Regions from separate parts of the Gossypium hirsutum genome. Here regions 2 and 3 are each linked to region 1. Evidence: chromatin contacts called from public Hi-C data. All regions are on one chromosome and are shown on one strand. The core of a region is the stretch at or near the end of the contact, and the rest is flanking DNA. Distances in the headings are between cores, read along the strand shown. Region 1 holds the start of LOC107895345 (K(+) efflux antiporter 6). Region 2 holds the start of LOC107901490. Region 3 has its middle 14 kb from the start of LOC121218500.

Evidence for each region. Hi-C and Micro-C count contacts between places; a contact is called where the count stands out from the background.
Region 2: a Hi-C map of leaf shows a contact between it and region 1, with 2.2 times the contacts expected there. The contact joins the promoter of LOC107901490 here to the promoter of LOC107895345 in region 1. A contact is called at or near these places in 3 of 34 Hi-C or Micro-C datasets (leaf and seedling).
Region 3: a Hi-C map of leaf shows a contact between it and region 1, with 1.6 times the contacts expected there. The contact joins the enhancer-like site here to the promoter of LOC107895345 in region 1. A contact is called at or near these places in 3 of 34 Hi-C or Micro-C datasets (all in leaf).

Annotation. Positions count from the first base shown.
Region 1 is chrD06:19,449,671-19,454,398 of Gossypium_hirsutum_v2.1, reverse strand. It overlaps LOC107895345 (K(+) efflux antiporter 6), which reads right to left and starts at 2,667. Exons shown (of 20, transcript XM_016820657.2): 1 at 2,110-2,667; 2 at 1,543-1,589; 3 at 1,401-1,459; 4 at 1,170-1,248; 5 at 1,030-1,091; 6 at 862-937; 7 at 682-756; 8 at 9-80. The coding sequence starts at 2,371.
Region 2 is chrD06:19,700,229-19,704,956 of Gossypium_hirsutum_v2.1, reverse strand. It overlaps LOC107901490, which reads left to right and starts at 2,692. Exons shown (of 3, transcript XR_005914778.1): 1 at 2,692-2,819; 2 at 3,140-3,961; 3 at 4,037-4,446. It overlaps LOC107901493 (serine hydroxymethyltransferase 3, chloroplastic), which reads left to right. Exons shown (of 11, transcript XM_016827527.2): 7 at 128-232; 8 at 354-440; 9 at 528-635; 10 at 1,045-1,117; 11 at 1,222-1,755. The coding sequence ends at 1,496. LOC121218973 (small nucleolar RNA R38) reads left to right here and starts at 2,949; the gene lies at 2,949-3,033.
Region 3 is chrD06:19,247,492-19,252,219 of Gossypium_hirsutum_v2.1, reverse strand. No RefSeq gene overlaps it. Among protein-coding and RNA genes, the nearest start is that of LOC121218500, 14 kb to the left of the region's middle. Within about 2 kb of position 2,194, at least 9 of the 9 cell types and tissues checked have an H3K27ac peak or open chromatin away from gene starts, as enhancers often do. A contact at or near this core is called in leaf, where this site is marked.

The DNA.
Region 1 (4,728 bases), core at 1,418-3,917:
AATCCAACCTTTGCAATGGAAAACTCTAGGCCCAATGCAAAAAGAAGAAAAATCACACCAAATTGAGCTACTGTTTCAACCTGCATGATTCAAATGAAAGAAAAAATATGAACTATTAAATCTTGGTAACATATATGAATAACCAACAAACATGTTAAAACTAAACAGCCTGTTATGAAATGGCATCACAAACCTAGCATATAAATTATTCAATTTCAGTTGCTAGCAATGGTATAACAGAGTCCAATAGACCATATTACTTACTGGTACTTAAACCATTGCCAATGTTTATTTTTATTTTTATTTATTGCCCTAGTTTGATATTGGCACCAAACCACCAATTGTAATACAATATACTCATTTAAAAAAAGAAAAAGAGAATGAATGAATTAAAACTTTTAAAGAGATAAAAGACATAGATTTCAGAACAAACAAATCACTAAGAGCTGTGGTTTGTTTTAGGCTTCAGATGAACTCTAAAATAATCATAATAACTAGATTAAATGAGATGAAGGAACACAAATTAGAAACAACACTCATTTTTCATAATAAGGCTCCATGAAAAAGAGTGAACAATAGCATTATGATCAAGAAACCATCATTCAGAGCAGTTACAAAGGGTTTAATAAATAAGCTATAAATGTTGATGGTAAATTTTTTTTAATGAAATATACAACATACTTGCACCATTTCACTGACAAAGTTAAAACCCCCAGGTCCAATAAGAGATCCTGCTAACAAATATCCAGTAATGACCTGTAAAATATGTAACAAGAAAACATATAGGAAATTAGTAATCCAAGACACTCTAGAGGGGCTTAAAGACAAAGAATATATAGGCTTATATCAATACAATCAGACCGGTTGTCCAGCACAAGCAAATGCAATGCCACCACAAGTTGCAGAGACAATGACAACTACCAAATCTGATATTAGTCTGCAGAGCATAAGCACAAAAAAAAAATACATTAGCCTATTAGATGAATGTAAAAAGCAACTTTGATGAAATGAAGATAATAAAAGGGTTACCTTAAGTCTAGTTGTAACACTGGATATTTTGATTTAAAATTAGAAATGATGAAGACATTGTCCTGAAAATAAGCCAGCATCTCAGATTTTTAAATATGGGAATATATCACCAGGTGAAGTTTTAAATTAACCAATCTAACCTTCCGATCTATCAACATAGGTGTATCTTCAGCTCTGTTATCATTCTCTAGATTAAATACGTCATGGAGTTGAAATGATCTAAAAGGAGGATGCAAAAGGCATGAGGAAACTACTACATGTCTCTAAGCAGTTATGAAGAAGATATGGTATGAATAGTTCAAAACTTTTGATCATCAAAATACAAAATTATGCTCTTCTATAAACACGCTAAAGTAAGGAGAAGCACATACTTTTCCTCTTTTGTATCATTTTTCTTTGTCTTCACTCTGGCCACGGTTTCCAAAACAGCCTGATAAGCATACACATAGGAAAAAGAATAAGCTAGCAAGTTTTCCCAACTGAAAAGTTTTCAAAAGAATAAGTACCACCAACCTTCTTTTCTACTACACTGTTGTTGAAACTTCCAGCATCATCATTTACTGCCACCAACAGAAAGGAAACATGATAAAAAGTCAGAAATTGAATTTCCATCGGGCTTATACCGTTAAGGAAATACTGGCAGTCTAATTTTGAGCTAAACATTTTTAGAAACCTTTCAAACATTGATTTTTTCCCCTTCAAAGTTGAATAATCCACTGCAAATGAGGATGAATTTATAGCATAATTGACAATTGTAATTTAAAGAAGAAACTATTAGCAAATCTATTTCCAGGAATTTACGCAAACAAACTATTATTAAATCTTTAAGATCTTATAAACCATCCATTGATAACAAAAACCATAACCTACCAATAGATCCCGCTTAAAAACCTTAGAAAATAAATAAAAATAACAAGAATTAATTGCTACAGCATATAAAGAACAAGCAAAGTTGAAGTAAACAAGTATAATGTATGACTAAGTTGTATACTTCACTGCTAAGCCTTTGATTCATGGATTTGAAATCTAAACCCTAATCTAAGCAAAACCAGAGGGAGAAAAAAAGAACAAGAAACAAACCTTCATTTTGTTCGTTCTCAGTGAACTCCTTCTCTAGAGCACGATCGATAATAGCGGCAAATGTACCGTCCTTCGGTTTAGCTATGGAAGAAGCATTCGAAACGGTGCCGTTTCCTCCCTCGTCGTCATCGTCGAACCGATCCGGTTCAGCGAGTTGTTGTTCTTGTTGTCGCTGAGCGAGTGAAAAGGAAGCCAAACAAAAAAGAGAAACGAAGAAACAGAAAGTAAGGATTTCAACGGAGGAGTTCGATTTTCTCAACATTTGGAAACGGCGGCCGGGGGAGGTTAAGAACTTGAAGAGTTCTCTTTTTGTGTGTGTGTGTGTGTCCGATTAATTATTGGAAATAGAGAACTATGAAGAGAGATTTTTGGCTGTGAATGATTGAAATTGAAAAAATTATTTATATATACAGAAAAGCAACAGAGGGGAAACGGTGTTGAAGTAGATGTAGAAAGACTGGGAAAAAGAAAAGGTAAACAGAAAAAGGGTGTAAAGTAAGTACAAAGCATCAGATCGGGTCAGGAGTCAACTTGTCGTAATTAATTAAGGCTACAAAGATTTCGAAAATATAATATTGTCCGCAAGTTATTAAGTTTCCATTTTTTTTTAAATTTTTTTATTCAACACCATTTAATTGACAACAATTATCTTGCAACCAGTACAAAGCTCTCCTCAAAGCCAGGGCTTCCGCAACCTGTGTTGAAGCGAGGTATCAAATATAAAATAATTTAAATAAAATAAGGGAGTTATTGGGATCAATCTGTATAAACAACGAATAAGAATGAAATAGAGAAAATTAGACATAAATATTTACGTGGAAAAATACCTCCAATGAAGAGGATAAACAACCATGGACAAACAAGACTTCACTAGATGAGCAAATAATCTGAAAGAGTACAAAATAGAGATAACTAAAAACAAACCCTAAACTCCAAAAATAAAGCTCTCCCGCTAAAACACGAAAATCTCTTAGAGCTCTCTCTTAATCTTCTCTTTAAATTTAATGTGATAAAGATATGAAGAATATCAATTTTAGGGTTACTAAGGCCCCGTTTATAGGCTGAAATTCGTGGGCTAACATGACTAAAATATCGCTAGACTAATCAGAGTTCGACTGGAAAAGATAGTAGAGGTTAACTAGGAGAAGAAACCCAGTGTTTGCGGGAAACACATCGACACGTCCTCATTCGCATCGTCACAACGTTGTCCATCATCGTAACGTTGGGAAGCTTCTTGTCGTGACATCACCAGCTAACTTTGGTGTTGCGATATTGAAGTCCTTGTCTCGATACAAGTTGCGATAAGGCCTTAAAAGTGTCCGAAAATACGAGGCACACTCCACCGAAGGGATTAAGTTGAAAGGAAAACAAAACTAGCTTGGATGCCTAAAAATGTAACATAACAAAACTCTAAAGAGAGCTTATAGCTCACTATTTATTCTCAACTCATGTATGCAACAAATGAAAAATGTTAGCCTATTTATAGTTTTCCTATATTGGTTTATCCTAGTCGGTTTAACTAGATACATGCACATATTATTATTTTAATTAAATTGATTAATATGGATAAGCTTAAAAGATAAGTTTGATTAAGGATGATGATAAACTTTAAATTTCTCTAGAAACAAATAGAAAGATCGAGTGAGAGGGAGAGAAGTAGATGACTTCAACACTCCCCCTCAACGAATTCTCTCATTTACTATCGCCCTTAAGGCCATCCCGAGTTGTTTGTGAAATTCTTCAAGCTTGGGTTCGCTGAGTCCTTTGATAAACAAATCAGTGACTTGTTATTCCCTACTAATATGCTTCATTTCAATCTCATTGTTAAGTACTTTTTCTTGGATGTAGTGATAGTGTACCTCTACATGCTTTATTCATGCATGAAAGACTAGGTTTTTTGTTAGTCGAATTGATGATTGATTGTTGTAACAACCCGAAAGTCAAATGGTATCAAAAAATACGGTTTCAAGACTCCGTTTTCGTAAACCGTAAAATATTTACGGAGGTAAATTATAGGTGAATGGAATTTTGAGTTGGTGATTTTGCCAAATTAGTAATTAATTATGATACAAGGACTAAATTCTAAAAGTAGTAAAAGTTCAAATTGCCAAAGAAGTGGTAATTAAAAACATGGGATAAGGATCAAGTTAGCAATTAGACCATGACCATTATTAAGGATGGTGAACCGTAGCTAGCTATGGGATTTATGAAGGACTAAAAGGGTAATTTAATAAATAATCGTAAAATGATTTAAAGTTTAACAAACAAACTTAGTGGATAGAAAAAGAGAGCTCATCTCATTTCCATTCATCCATGCCAAATTGTAAAGAAGAAGAAGTGTGAAAATCGACCTAGGGTTCTAAGATTTCAAGCTTTAAATTAGTTAGTGTAATTTAGACATTTTATTATAATTTTTATGTTTTTAAAATCTCGGGAGCTTAATCTAGCTGAACTATGTGTTACTTTTCAAAACTGTTAAAGTTTTAGAATGATGTCATTGATGAATTTTTGAAGTTTTAGGCATTAAATTGATAGATTTTAAGCTTAGGAGTGAAAAATGACTAAATTGTAAAATTATTTGATAGCTTCATGTAACATGGACTAAAATGCATAAATTGC
Region 2 (4,728 bases), core at 1,443-3,942, 250 kb before region 1:
AGAATTTAAATAAGCTGCTTTGCCAATAATCTCACTGATACTTGTATGTTCCAAATAGTACTATTACTTTGTTTGTGTTAATATGTCCGTTTGAATAACCTACTTGATTTTCTTTACTCATTTCCAGTCTTTGAGAGGTCCAAGAGGTGGCATGATCTTCTTCAAGAAGGACCCTGTTCTTGGAGTTGATCTGGAATCTGCTATCAATAATGCTGTTTTTCCAGGTTTACAGGTTAGTTTGATTGGTCTCCTTTGCTCCTATTACTAATCTGAATTCCCCATTCCATCCTTCTGCCGGCTTTCAAGTTATGAAACTAGTTATATCATGAGAAGCATAATGTTTGTATATGCAGGGTGGACCTCATAACCACACAATTGGAGGACTAGCAGTTTGCTTGCAACATGCACAATCACCCGAGTTCAAGGCTTACCAGAATCAGGTACTTTCCTTCAAAGATGAGTAATAAAAAATAAAGAGGCAAAGTTATGTGGTGATTAAGTCAAAATATGGGTACTTCATGCTGCAGGTAGTGTCTAATTGTAGAGCTCTTGCAAGGCGATTGGTTGAACTTGGCTATACACTAGTTTCTGGTGGTAGTGATAATCACCTTGTGCTTGTGGATCTAAGGCCATTGGTAAGTTACCATCTCTGTGAGACATGCAAAACTTGAGTGGCATTTAGACTTGTCAAAATTGACTCAAAACCGAAAACCTGACTCAACTCGACCAACCTTACACAATTTGGCTATAAGAAGTCAACAATCTGAATCCACTCAACCCAAATACAAATTGATCTGAACTCGAATTTGACCTGAACCGAAAATAACTTGGCCCAAAAAGCCCTAAATAGCCCCAACCTAAATAACTTGAACCTTAAACTGACGAACCTAAAATTTCAAAAACCCAAATAAACCTGATCAAAACCAACCTGATCTGCCCAATTGACAAGTCTAGAGGCGTAGGATCTCATGTTTTTCTTATTCTCTTGTAGACACCCTAAACTCCTTTTGCCTCCTTTATATCAATGAACTTCTCCTGCAACAGGGTATTGATGGGGCTCGGGTGGAGAAAATACTTGACATGGCCTCTATCACCTTGAACAAAAATTCGGTGCCTGGTAAGTTCTTCCTTATTCCCCTTTTTTACCATTCATTTATAATTAATTTTTTTCCCTTTTTATATGTATTTATACCAATCCTTGATACGTCTCAAAATTTGCAGGGGATAAGAGTGCACTTGTGCCGGGTGGCATTCGCATTGGATCGCCTGCAATGACTACCAGAGGATTTACAGAAAAGGAATTCACGGCTATTGCTGATTTCATCCATGAGGGCGTGCAAATCACTATTGAGGCTAAGGGATTAGCTTCTGGATCAAAGGTCCAAGAGTTCTTGAAGTTTGTCTCATCTCCTGATTTTCCGTTGACGGATAAGGTGTCCAATCTTTGTAGTAGAGTCGAAGCACTTACCACCCAGTTTCCCATTCCCGGCGTATGAGTGAGATTTAATTAGTAATGAGAGACCTGGGAACATTATTATATCATAACATGGTGAAATCCAACACTGATTTCTGGGTTTATATTTGAATGTTTCCATAGATTTATGAAAATTTTTGAAGAAGTGTTGAGATGTAGTGATGAAAGGGGATGAGTAACGTAGGACTTAAACGTTGGTTTATGATGACAACCAGCAATAATTTTATCACTTTAAATGCGTTTTCTCTACAATATTAATACATAATATAAATAATTCATTATGATTCTATTTTCATGGAAAAAGAATTAACTTTTTTAATTGAGAATATTTTAAATTTATAAGTGGATCGCTTAGTCACGCATTTCAAATTTAATATTTTTACTTTTAATCCTAGAATGTAGTATATTTATTTCAAATTTAATTGATAATGCCCTCAAAGATTTTTTATTTATTTATTTTAGATGGAGGGGTTTGTTCAACTCAAAAATATAAAATTTTAAAATTATATTTAATACAATAAAATATTTATTAGATTTATTTGTGTTTTTCAATTTAATAAGATATTTATTATATTTATAGTAGTGTTTTTAAATATGAAAATTAGAAAAGTTTTATTTTAACATTTTTTATTATATTATATATTATATTTAAATAAAAATTAATCTAAAAAAATCAAACATGGGAAGTTGGGTCAAGCCCGAGTTTACTTTTCTTAAATTAAAAGCTTGAGCAAAAGGGCAAACTCATTTTTGGATCGAACCAGACCCGGGCTTAAAAAATTAATCTAAATACCTTACATGGATCTGACCCAAACGCAACCTGATCCGACCTGACTCATGAGCACTCCTACTTATCATATATTACTATTTAAAATTATCAGGAACAATTTTCTAAAAGGATATTACTTAATCCAACTTAATTAAATTTTTTTGTCGAAATTATTGGACTTCAATTAAGAGTAAAAAGATTATTATTTTTAAAATAATAAAATATAAAATGCTAAATATGCAAATAATATAGAAACTGATAGCAAACTTAGACTTAAATATTAGAAAAAAAAATTAAGAGTACCTAAATATTAATTTAATCATACAATCTATATTACATTCACAAGAAGGCCGAAAGAAAAAAGGTCCATTTTATAAGAAAAAGCCCAAACATTTGAGAAAGCCCAGCCTTAAACCCTTAACCCGAAACAAAGGGCATATATATAATCATCTTTTACCCAATTTAGGGTTTCAAATAAACTCAGTCTCACACTCCTCCGCTTCGTTTTGTTTCTGCTTCTTTGTTTCCGTTTAGGGGAAAACCATATCGTAATCTCTTCTTGGATCTCACTGCGAGGTAGGAGGCACCAGTGATAATTACTTTTTATATCCATAGGAAGATATTTCCTTCTCTGGGTTTTTCTTTTTTCGGGATTTAATCCGTTAATTCGTCGAAGATTCCTTGAAACAACTTTTGTTGAAACGATGTTGTGAATGATGAGAAAATTTAATATTATTACAGTTATCCCTGTCTGATTTCCAGTGCTGATAATGTGTTCTCTGACACAACATTCGTATTATTTTTTCTTTTAATAAATATATTTAATATTTCTTCAAGTTTCGTTTTTGTTGATTTTAGTTCTTCGTATGCTATAATTTTTTGTTTTGAAGTTGCAGATTCAACCTAATGGCGAAGAAGGGTTCTTCAACGACGCCTTCTAGAAAAGCAAAAAATAAAAAAGAAGAATCTGTTCCAGAACAGAAGAATTCAGCTTCTAAAGTGGCTGGTAACGAAATCGACGAGATATTTGCAGGTAAAAAGAGGAAGAAACCCGACCCGAAAGGGTCCGAGAAACCGAACGGCGATGAAATTTCAAAACCCAAATCGTCGAAAAAGAAGAGTAAAAAGAGTAGAGAAACCAACAGGGAAGGAGGATTCAATGAGTCTTCTTCTGGGCCTTGGAAAAGGACAGCAGATGGTTTTGCAATTTACACTGAAGAAGAATTGGGTATTAGTAAATCTGATGCTGGAAGTACGCCACTTTGTCCATTTGATTGTGATTGTTGTTTTTGATAAATGGGGTTTTGGTTTTAATTTAGTCTTTGTTACTTTAAATTTCAAATTTCAGAAATTTGAGGGTTTTAGGCTAAATATGATTGTTGTATAACGCAAGGCATTAAGTTTTTACATGAAATGCAAATTTTGATTCATTCTCTTCCATGAGCTGATTTTTTTTGTTTATTTTGATTACTACTCACACGAAAATTTTCAAATCGAAACTATTTGTTCTATTTGAGCTACAGATTGCGGGTATTTGTCAAGAAGGAAGCTAGTTGTAAGGGTGCTTCACTACAAACAATAATTACATCACCGCATTCTTGCACATTGAAGTAATGGTGTTTGAAATGTGACTTATTACAGCAGTTGCATCTACTTCTACTTGTATATATATTAATAATACCAAGTCCAGAGTTCTGCTTCCACGCTTGTTGCCTGTGGTATGTGTCGATATGATCCTTTTACCCAATTTCCATTGTGATCCCTAATAACAACTTCAGCTCCTCCCATGCCAGGATTCCTCGTTGCCGAGTTTATTTTACACCAAGGTTGGGTTTCCTCCATCTCAAGAACTTAACAGGATAGGCTACTCAGTAGTTGCACGTTCAAGAAATTTGTCTAGCCTACAAGGACTGTCAAAAGTTTTGGCAAAGATGAGATGGCAGGGTATTGTGGGTTTTGGGTACCAGTTCTTGTCGTTGAGGTTATTGTCAAGCCATACATGATAATACCATTCCTGGTTCTGCACTCGTCCAACGTTGTTATAATCCAAAACTCATACGCACTGCCTATTGTAAACTTTCTAGATTCTGTGTAATTTTCAAACAAGGGCATACCTTCCTTCAGCAGTTGTAATTGGCGTACTATACAGTACACTAAGGTTGAGTTGGCAGTTGAAATGAGAAGCTTTCCCATCTATTCCGGAGATGTCATTTCCTAGTCGTCTCTCCTTAAGGGTTTGCTAATCCTGATCAATTATACAACTAAAATTTAGGGTGAGTTTGGATGGGCGATTGGGTCCGGTGCGATGCAATGTGTTTAGTTTATTTTTTGTCTCCCGCTACAGTATCACTACAGTATTTAATCTCACCGTTATCACTGTTTTTATACTAACCGCAGGTAAACTCACCACTCATTCAAACCCACCCTTAGTCAACCGATTAACCCATCGTATCTCCTTAACTTGTTTTTCTTAGAGCACTCCACG
Region 3 (4,728 bases), core at 945-3,444, 200 kb after region 1:
ATTTGACAAAAGTTACAATTTTGGTACCCAAAAGTAACAATGTTAACTTTTTAGTGTTTAATTCGAGTTTTAGAGTTGAGTTGATGAAAATTAATTGCTAATATTATTAGGTTTGATTTTTTTTTATGATTTTGTTAATAGAATAAATTAAATGTTAATTGTGATTTTTTTAATTTTGTGTTTGATTTGTCAAATACGATGTAATTTAATTCAAATTTTAAGATTGATTTTATGAAAGTTAATTGTTATATTATTAGCTAATTATGAATTTTCATCAAATCAACTTTAAAACCTAAATTAAACACTAAAAATTAACGTTGATACTTTCAAGTACTAAAATGTATAACTTTTATAAAAAATAAGTATCGATGAAATAATAACACAAATACTATAATAAAAAAAATATTAAACTCTGAAACCAAATTACGTATTAAACCAATATTTTTTTATCGAAATGGATTCATAGAGTCAAAACACGGTGATACAATGGATAAGAGAGGTCTCAATTCCCAGAAAAGGCTCGAGGCCGTAGACAACTAGGCAAATGTCCCAAGTAGAAACAGGTGAGGGAGCAACACCTCGTCGTGGGCTTCAGCTATTAATGTACTATGAATCCCTTTATCCGAATGTCTCCTGAACCCACGAAAGAGTTACAGTAAAGCCCAGTGCAAGGCATAGTTAAGCCACGACACATAAGAACCCAGTTCAAGGCATAGCCCAAGACCAACACAATCCAAATAAAAAGATAAGGGAGAAACAGCTCAAACAGGGCCTAGAAGCCCTTTGGTATCCAGAAGTTACATAAGGTCGTCTGCATTCGAGCACCATAATGATTACAAGGGGAAAGTGGAGCTGTAGGAACCCTAAACCACTGAACCGAAGAGGTAGTGGAAACTTGGTCATGGTCCTTAACCTAAGGGACCACCATGGACCTGGGGCACCAAAAACTCTACAAATTCGGCAATGTAAATGGAGGTAGTTGCATACCAATCCACCTTTATCTTATCGACGGCAATTTCCCCTCAAAAAGGGCTCTCTTTTCTCATTCACCTTTATTAGATTTGTTCACTTGCTTTTCTCTGGGATTAACCAGAGGACAAGCTTCGTCGTTCTCTAGTTCATCTTGGTCTTACAAGAACTTGGGAGCATTCTCAAAGAGATTAAACAAAATTATAACTCAAAAGATTATGAATATATTTTATTTTTATATTATGCACATACTAAAGTATAATTTAACAATATTAAATCAAAATAGCATTAGTAAAAGAAGGGTGAAGAAAAATGTGAAGTTGTTATGGATATAACCAATATGTGTTTTAAACAGCTATGCAAGCATGACATAAAAAGTGAAGGGAACAATTCCCACCTCACCCCCTCCATACTCATCTCTAACCAACCCTTACATAATTTAAAGGAGATACATGAAAATTAAGGACAGATTTAGATATCTAAACCCTAAAGATAAACTAGTTGTATGAGTTGTATCTCATGTGAAAATCAAATAAAAAGGGTTAAATTAATGCAAGTCACCCTTCCCAAGGACACCACATCCCTACAGTCCAAGGGGTCTCACTGAACGCCAAATTCCACTGATGGGACTCCTCAAGTTCCATTGACACCCAGCCTAGAGCTCGTGCCAGCCATTGATCATCATCACAGACGTCCATTTCCTTTACTTCATCTACCATTACACTTTTGTTATCGTTAAACCCCATCCCAATAACCAATAACTCCTTCGTGGGTGCCACCAACTCAATGCCAGCCATCACACTGGACGACGAGTCAGACATCGAAGCCCCGCAGCTCTCGCCAAAGAACGGAAGAGACGAAGTTACTGTGGGCGAAGCGTTGTAAGAAGAGCTTGTCACTGTTATCTCTTTGTATAGCTCTTGCATTATCTCCTCCAGTTTCTCTTTTTCGACCGAACCCTCGTTGGAAAACTCGCTTTCGTCGTCGGATTCCGCCAGCAAGACGCTCAAATTCCCGGAAAATTCGCCGGAAAGTTCAGCCTCCGGGGACTTCGATTCTTCTCCTTCTCCCCCTCCCCCTCCCACTCTTATCGTCATCGTGTTTTCTTTTTCTTTTTGAGAGAAACGCGTAATATAAAGAGAAGATGTCACGTAGGATGCAAGTGTAAGAGAGATGACGCGGCGAGCAAAGAGTGAAAGAGGTGACTAAAAAGTGGGCCCCAATGATTTGTCAACATTATAGCAATAGAAGGTTTCTTTTGGTTCAGTATACCAATAGAGTTGGTAAGGCCTTGTTTGGAAGGTTAACATTACATTTTTGTGGTCAGAATTTTGCTTTTGGTAATTTATGTTAATTTAATATACAATTTTAAAAATATATAAAACCTTACATTTACGATGCATATTAATTTTTGTTTAAAATTATTTAAAAATCGAAGAAATTAATGTATTTAAATTCTATTAATGATATTTAATATTAGAATAATACTAAAATCCATCATGGTTTGAGTATTAATACTACTTAATTATAGTTTAAATAATGTTATTAGAGAAATTATTTGGAAGTGTCATATAAGGGTGAGGCCGCTTGTGGAATAAAATAATATACTGCGAGTGTATCAAATACTCACTCATATTATTAATATATTTTTATAGATTATGTGTTATATATTGTTAAATTAATTTGTTTTAATGTTATAATTGTTAATACTCGATTTTTATATTTATTTTTCCTCAATGAATATAATTAACTCTTATTATATTTGAAAAATAAATAAATTTTATTTTAATATGTGCCTTTTTCTAACTATATTTAAACTTAACAATTTAATATTTACCAGTCTTAAAAGCTAAGCAAAATTTGAAAGTAAGACTTTATATTTAATATATAAAAATCTATATAAAATAAATTTAAACGAAAATGCATGAAACAACTTAAAAGATTAAAAGGTCATTTACCCAATATGGAAATAAGTGCTTGAAATGGAAAGTGTGACATGTCTAAAAATTGTAATGTGAGCATAGATACTTATTCCTTATTTAGCTAGAACCTAATAAAATACATTACTAATTTTTTATTTGATGCGATGCACGGACTTGTTGTATATATCTTTTAAAATATATTTATTTGTTAATTTAAATTAATTTTTAAAATTGGTAAGTTTTAACAAATAAAAATTAAAATCGAATGTTTCTTTATTCATCATTTATGATATTATAATGATGGTAAATATATTTTTATATATGATACTAAATTAACAAAACAAATTTTTAAGTGTATATTTATTTCAAGATTTTTAATGTAATTCCGTAATTATTAATAGTAATATATACTAAATATGTATATATTCATGTTAAAAATTATCGTAACTATTGTAAATTTTTAAATAATTTAATTAATTAATATAAAAACCAATATGGAAAAAGTAAAAGAAGATACGTGTTTATTTTGATATTTTGTCCCACATTAATTATATTCATTTAAAAATGTTTAAACCAGCCTTAAAAGAACTATAAACTAAATTTTTTAAAGCTTTTTTTATTAACGACATGATTTATTCAAAATATAATTGGACAGAGTTCAATTTAATAATTATTTTAAAAATTTTATTCAAATTCATCATTATTAATAAGCGGTTATTTCAAAATTAAATGTAACAATTAAAATTTAATAAGGACTAACATCATAATTTAAAAAAAAGTAAGTAAATTGATTTCAAGAAGAGAGATTAAATTGTAAAGAAAGGTATATATGAACATGTGTCATCTTAATTTAATGTCAAATGTTACAAAATTACAGTATGAACATAGTGTTTATTTCCATTTTTATAATATAATTAATTATACCCTACGTTTAGATCAAAATTTAAATTAGTATACGTTCATTGTTTTAGCTACCATCTCTAGTGGTACACACCAATTTGAATATGATGCGGTTATCTTTTTCCAAATACGTATAGATTAATAAATCATTTTAAAATATTTTTATTTAATTAGCTTGAGCTTAGTTAATTTTGAAAAAAAATTAAAATTAAAATATTCTTTTAAGTTTTTTTTACTCATTATACATTTAAAATATAGTCTTTCAACTTTTATTTCAAAAAATTTAGTTGTTTTATTTTTTGAATTTAAAAAATACAAGTCCAATAGTTAATACCATTAAAATTCTTTTGTTAAATTTGTTAAAAAGAAGAAAAAACCTATAAAAAGTGAGACCCCTTGCTGTAATCCCTTGAAGGCCGATAAATACAAGGGTTTTTTATGGACCTACATTGTGATTAAAATATTTATGTATAACAATTACCCCTAATCAAAAGGAAAGTTATAAAATGTGCTTGCTTGATACGAAAAGCAATGGTAAGGTCTTTGTGTTGTAGACGAGGTCAATTTGATTTAAAAAAATTTGTTTGTATTTCTTCTTACAAAAATTATGATAACTCACAAATATTTGGAATTATACTGGCATCATAGGCATTGCAATCGTTCATGAGTATTAAAAATTATGCTAACACTAAAGCTAAAGCAACTTATTAACAAAGGGCACTAAATGTGACTATTGACCCATAATCTCAAGAATATTTTATGTATATCTTTTCCTTATTTATGCATATTATTTTCCTTGACTTACGAGTTAATTGGAGCTCCTACTTGTATATAATCATCTTATTATTCTATAATGATATACAAGAAATACAACAGCTTTTTTTTTTCTTATTTTATCATGGTATTGGAGTATGGTTAGAATTCCAGTTCTTTCTTT